Linked DNA regions of Gossypium hirsutum: region 1 is linked to region 2. Evidence: chromatin contacts called from public Hi-C data. All regions are on one chromosome and are shown on one strand. Each heading gives the region's core, a stretch centred on a gene start, on an enhancer-like site or on the middle of the called end of the contact. The rest is flanking DNA. Distances are from core to core; before and after follow the strand shown. Region 1 holds the start of LOC107900647. Region 2 has its middle 20 kb from the start of LOC107900651.

What was found. A called contact is a pair of places that touch in the nucleus more often than the background predicts.
Region 1: a Hi-C map of leaf shows a contact between it and region 2, with 3 times the contacts expected there. The contact joins the promoter of LOC107900647 here to the enhancer-like site in region 2. A contact is called at or near these places in 8 of 34 Hi-C or Micro-C datasets (anther, hypocotyl, leaf and 1 more).

What each region holds. Positions count from the first base shown.
Region 1 is chrD06:48,535,175-48,538,807 of Gossypium_hirsutum_v2.1, forward strand. It overlaps LOC107900647, which reads right to left and starts at 2,264. Exons shown (of 12, transcript XM_016826318.2): 1 at 2,022-2,264; 2 at 1,820-1,936; 3 at 1,431-1,563; 4 at 808-904; 5 at 530-573; 6 at 1-105. The coding sequence starts at 2,199. It overlaps LOC107900649, which reads right to left. Exons shown (of 4, transcript XM_016826320.2): 2 at 3,165-3,516; 3 at 2,867-3,009; 4 at 2,403-2,749. The coding sequence ends at 2,600.
Region 2 is chrD06:48,469,026-48,472,156 of Gossypium_hirsutum_v2.1, forward strand. No RefSeq gene overlaps it. Among protein-coding and RNA genes, the nearest start is that of LOC107900651, 20 kb to the right of the region's middle. Within about 2 kb of position 1,381, at least 2 of the 9 cell types and tissues checked have an H3K27ac peak or open chromatin away from gene starts, as enhancers often do. A contact at or near this core is called in leaf, where this site is marked.

The DNA of each region.
Region 1 (3,633 bases), core at 1,014-3,513, 67 kb after region 2:
ACCAAACTTTCTGCGGGAATATCTGAAACACGTGAAAACAAAAAAATTGCAGCATCTAAGGACTGAAAAAATATACGTGCTCCTGCAAAGAAAAAATTCCCAATGCTGCAATCCCCAAAAAAAAAAATTGTCACTGAGATTGTAATAATGTCTGCAAAAATACTAGTTACATATATATATATATATATGAGAACTAGTACTCTTGAAACGAATCAACATTACCATGCCCAGGAAGAGACAAATAACAGTAAAGAAATAAAGAATGAGCTAGCTTCTAGTGTAACAAAAGGAAAATACGGAACCAAATATAAAGTAGTACTTAAATGTTAATCAAATTCAAAACCTAAAATGAAGACGAGAGTCATAGAAATGACATTCTATACCAGTTACCATGATCAGACTTAATAATAACAAATGCTTCACAGTGCATGAATACTTTAGGCATGGAAATTCCAGAAGGAGCAACTAGTCTTTCAATGAACTGAAAACAGAAACCTTGCTAAAGCATAAGTATAACAAAACAAAGTACCTTCCATTACTGAAACAGAACGATTCATTAGGCCTTCTCAGAATCTGTATTCAAGGATATCATATATTAATTTCCATTCCAACCATTGTGTGATAAAAATTGGATTAGGAGCATATTACAGGACACATAAAATGTGATTATCAGTTAAGTACTATTTGATAGAGAAATGTCCCTTGTATCTGGCAAAGACAGCAAAAAAAGCATTTCTGTTTGATAGAAGGAAGAATAGAAAAAATGGTATGAAATCAGATATTGAACAATATACAACATAACCCAACCTCATTCTGAAAGTAAGCCAGAAATGCTCGAATAGTTTCCCTGTATGGTTTTGATACACCTTCCCATAGTGAATGTTCTCCTTCCAAAATTTTATACCTGTCAAATTCTCAACTCAGCACACTGTTACTTAATACTCCCACCATATTTACCACCTAGAAAGTAAATGGAAAATTTCAGAAAGCAAACATCCAAAACAATAGGAGTTAAGAGTGGATAATTGACAGTTAATTCTAACACTAAGGAACCTATATATTTGTAAGTCATAAGAAATCCGGATAAGATAAATCTAGAAACAGAATTGTCAATTTTGTACTGAAATTTCCATATGTAGGTTTAGAATGAAGTTTAAAAGTAATGTTCTATTGGAATCATCCTGTGACTCTTAAGCAGCTTTGCATGCAAGTGCCTCTTTATAAGTGCATTTATTTATGTATGGATGCCCGTGTACAAGAGTAGAAAAAAAAATCAACAAAATGGAGTTGAAAATAGCATGAACGAAAAAGAATTGCAGCAATCAAGTAACCAAAACTAGCTGAACAAGAGAGAAAAGACCATCTAAATGACTTAATCAAATGTGCTGAAATGAAAGTGTTACAGTAAAATTATCAGGGGAAAACACTACCATTCCGACTTGGCTTGCTGTGGATTTATAGGCAAACGATGACCAAGCAATCTTCGGACAGCCAGAGCCTCGGAAGTGCTTTCATCAGCCAATCTCAAACATCTTGACCTTATGTCCCCAACAGCAGGACCACCTAAACATTATCAACTCAGCGACATTATTTTATCTCACATCAAAGGAAATTTCCAAATCATTATAAGAACCAAGACACAATCTAATAAAAATAAAGGCCATCTGATTAAACAATTCAAGTGCAGGCAAAATTCTTTCGTTTATTTCAAGACTTAACTTCAACAACTAAAGTTTCCTATGTCAACTGAGAGTTGTCTTCTGATAATTGACAAACTAATGATATCAGATTTCGCGTTAGAAATGCGTAAAATATTTACCGAGAACTCGAACAATCTCGGCAGTACTTCCTCCATCATCAGAAACAGGAAGAACATGGGCAACGCGAACTGTTAACTTCTTAAGCTCTTCTACAACGCCATTAAATGCCGTCCCACCTAGAACCACCATAAACGAATCCACGTTAGGACTTTTTAATCAAATTTGAAATATTTATCAATCAAAGCGAGGAGAAAAGAGTACCTGAGAAAACGAGTAAGGAGGGCTGGGAAGGTCGAGGGTTAGAGGAGCAATGAAAGTGGGCAGCCATGGATTTAGATGGAAAATGGAGGGGTAATTTTGGGGTTTTGAGAAAAAAAGAAGGCAGAGGGGGAGAGGGTTTAGAGTAAAAGCCTCCTATCAAACTGTAAGTGTCCGCCATATTCCCGCTATTTCCAATATTTTCCCTTTTCTGTAAATAACTTTTCACCTTTTATATTTTATTTTATTTCCTATTTTTTGTGAACAAAAAAGGAGTATAAAACTTAAAAATTATATATTTTTTATTATATAATCCTTCGAGCTTTTGCGGACCGTTCATGGAATTTGGTGGATACGCGATTAGAACAGGAGACAACCAATGAGTTTTTGCACGTTAATTAATGCTTTGTTTGTAATTAAAAGATGAAATTAATACTAATGTTATCTGATTAATACAAGGAAACACTGCAATTTAGACAACAACTCTCCATCAAATCATGCCTACTAGACTGCCTAGTTCTCTCCATTTTTTCAAACCATGTAAATGTCCTGTCTTATTCTAAAATCCATTTTAACTTTATTTAAATAATCTCCCAATCCGATTCGGAAAATCCCATTTCTTGTGACTCAGATTTGTTGCTTTCACTGGATTGCTCAACACTGTTTCGATGCTGCTCATCATCAGGCTTCCATAACCTTGACTTCAAAGAAAAAGCCTCCTGAAACTTCTCCTGTCCCACAAAACAACAACTAAGCATTCCTGAAAGAGGTTGTTCATGTCAAGCTAAACATCCGTGAGGCGCCTGAATTTTTACCAAAATATACGATGGAGGGTGAGAGTATCCTACCTTGAATGATCGGCGTTCTTGTAATTCATTAGAAAGAGAATGAAGCTCACTGCTGTCCACCAGAATCCAGCTTTCTTCAAGCTTCACCTTATTAAGCGATGGAACAGGAGCTGGAACAGTTTCTAGTTCCAATTTCAGAACAGCTGCAACAAAATCACTTAATCTCATTACTTTAACTAATCCTTTGATTCCACAACCGAATGCAACTGGTTATTTTAATCTAATGCGGAGACCATTTTAGAAAGACAAAAAAAATAAGGATAGATGTATATATCATACCAACAGAATGAATACCTACCCTTTGATTCTAATAAGGCGTCATCTAGAGTAGAATCAGTGTCATGAGCTTCATTCTTGCATGCTTGAGCCAAGCCACGCTCATTCTCTGTGCTTTGCCCTGAAGATGAACCTAAATGTATATTTTTAATATATTTGACATGGATCAGTTCTTTCTGAATGCAATCTTTATTAACATTTATGTTTGAATCTTTATTGGCTGTGACAGCAGCATTTTGCAATAGAGACAAGTTAAGTTCTTCCTTCGAATTGGTAGGAGATGAAGGGAGCACTTCTTGCATTAGTTCTGTACAGAATTGCCTAACATTAGCTCCCACAGTCTGCAACTGGTCTTCAACGTATTGGAATGTTTCCTAACATCAAAATTATGAGATATTAGAAGCATTGGAAAATTTCATTAAGATACAGAAAATAAAGGTGCCAATACCGAACTTCATTTACGCATATAGAAGCAGTAAAAGTGTTCATAT
Region 2 (3,131 bases), core at 131-2,630:
AGGTTGAAAAAGACGGGGGCAACGAACAAAGTAGAATCAACCCTAGATCTTCCTTATTATACTAAACCTCCATGGCCTCCAAGTTTGAGAGAATTTTTTTAAACACTGTTAAGTGTTCGTGCACAAATGCACCTTCCTCCAAACGATGAGCATAAAGGCGTTGTTTCATATGCAGCTTGCTAGTTAGATTTTTCGACATACATATTTGTTTCAACCTCTTCCATAATCCAGCAGCAGTCTTCTCATTCATCACATCCTGCAAAATTTCGTTAGACAAATGCAGATGTAATTGTGTTAACACCTTTTGATCCTTGCACTTCTTCTCTTCCTCTGTCAATGTTAAAGGCATCTTATCTACCCCTAATAGGGCTTCTTCAAAGTCTATCTGTGCAAGAACTGCCTACATCTTTATCTACCACAACGCGAATCTGGTGTTGCGATCCAACAGTAAAATTTCATACTTCAAAGACGCCATTACCGTGATTGAGATGAACAACCCAGAAGCTCTGATACCAATTTGTAAAAAAATAGAACGTTGGTAATGACAATTTATAGCAAAGAAAAAAGAGAGAGAAAAATAAAGAATAAACAGATTTTACGTGGAAACCCTTTCGGGCAAAAAATCACGGGCAAAGGAGAAAATAATTCACTATGTCAAATTAGAATAATTACAAGAGGAGTAGACTATGTCTATTTATAAGCTTGTAAAATCATATTCTAATAGGAGTGTAGTAAGATTGAAACACCTTATTCTAATCAATATGAAATAGATGGAGTTTAATAAGGCTTAAAAAACCTTATTCTAAAATAAAATAAAAGAAGTGTAGTTCTATAGGGATTTTACTTTTATTTTATTTTACCACTGTATTTTATTTAAATAAGGATTCGGGTCACTTAATTCTAACAAAATGAATGCGGAAACAAATAGAACAATTAGCCAAAATAGCAATTCGCAACTCTCAACACAATAAAAAATAATACCACAAATGTACAAAGTACTACCTATTTATAGGCATCCTATGCAATAACAATAAATGTCGAGAAATCTAGATAAATTTAACTTCCTTTGTGCTTCATAATCAATCAATAGAGTCTTAAGGTAATCAAAAAATCCTTCCTTGAAAATAGCCATTGACTACGTCTTAAAAGTTTTCTCCCTTTAATGCAAGTCGAATTCTACTTCAAACTCTTCACATACTACTCTTAATAATTTCATTTTTTGAGAGCAGGAATAATGTATTTCATAAGGCCCATTTGTTTTAAAAGTAAGGCCTATATCAAAAAGGGCAACACATAAAAATACTCAGGCTATATATTAAATTATGACTGACCAAATCCATGACCAACCAGGTCACTGGACAAACATTGCTGGATAGTTGTCATCCTAACAATCCCCTCCCCCTTTGACTTTTAGACAAAAAAATAAACTAAAGGTCGTACTCTACTCTCCTTATTTGCATGAACTCTCAAACAATAACAACAACCAATCAATTTAATCAAGGCATATTAGCAAAATTCAAAAGATCTTCTTCAACATCCATTTGATAAAAAAAACAAGAATCAAGATAATCAGGAAGAGTATAAAGAATTTTCAGTTGTACAATAATTGCAAAATACGTCTCAATACTCCCCTTTTCTCCAATTTTCCCATCTAATAGGACAAAACCAACAAGCTCCTAAAATCGCATAAAACCTCACCTAACAAAAAACACTGGAATCAAGAAATCATAAGAGTATAAAATGACACCCAAATGAAATGAAAACCATATGACAAGATTGTAGCTAAGCCCTACACAAATCAAAAGGAAAGATCGCAACATTTCGAAATTAAACCAAGCCATAAACATTATTGGCAGCCTTCACCAATGAATTTGAAAAGACATTTGTTACAACTCACGTAAACATCCAAGAACATTCACAATCAAACCAACCCTCCCATGTAAAGGATTCTGCAAAACCATCACCCTTCCAACAATTTCAAAAAAATGACATAGTTTTTCTTTGTAAAAAATCTCCAAGGCCTCACAACAAAGCTCATATACCATGATACTACCTCTTATAGACAGAATCGACACAAGCATAGTTCAAATTCTCAAGTCACCTAAACATGACAAACAAACCTCCTAAATTTATGTAATTTTTTAATTGGTTAATGTTGATGCGAATCAATGACTAAATTGGTTGAACCATCAATTCAGATTTAAAAATATAAGCAAAAACTCAACTAAAATTAACGAAAACTTAGAAAAAAAATGAAAACAAAAATAATAAAAGTATCATAAATATAAACCCAATCCTAAGTAAATAATATTCTGATTTTTAAAAAATGTGATTTTTTTTTCAAATGCTTTGTATTTGACAAGATATTTACTCTCTCTCCTCCGCCCCTTAGTTTCTTGCTTTGTATGATGCATAAATTTAATGGTTTAGTCATTAATGGTTTTACTTTTTAGTGTGCCTGTATTTTTAGTCACCACATGGTTTTAGTCAATATTTTTAGAATCGGGTAGGTAGTTAAATTGGTCAGATTGTTAATTCTCAATTTAATCTATTTAGGTTTTTTACTGGAATATATTAAAAAATTAAATATCGAAATATGTTGTCAAATAGATTAATTACTGAAATGGTATGTTTTTTAAATGGTGCTTATCTGACAGGTGCCAATCAATTTTTTATATTATTTTTTTCTTTTTTGATTTAAATAAAATATTATTTTTTTTATTTTTATTAAAAATATTTAAATATAAAAAATAGGTAAAAATACGGTCAACGGGACAAAATACAGGTAAAAAATGGGTCAACGGGTCGCGCCTGTCAGATAGGCGCCACTAATTGCTCCTGACAAGTAGGCGCCAATGCCCATGCTATTGCCTCTGTCCCTTCCACCATGGTGTTGTCCCTTCCAGCAGGCTATTGTCCCTTCAATGGGAAAAAATTACAAATAGGGGACCTTATAAGTATGGTCCCCCAAACCCCATGTATCAACTGGAAAAGAGAAAGAAAAGAGAGAAAGGAGAAGAAGAAGAAAGAAAGAAAGAAAGAAGGTAATGCATTATTTTAGTAAATAATTTTGTTTATAATTTAAAGAGTTTAATTAAGATATTGTGATTTTTTTGTTATTAATTATTATT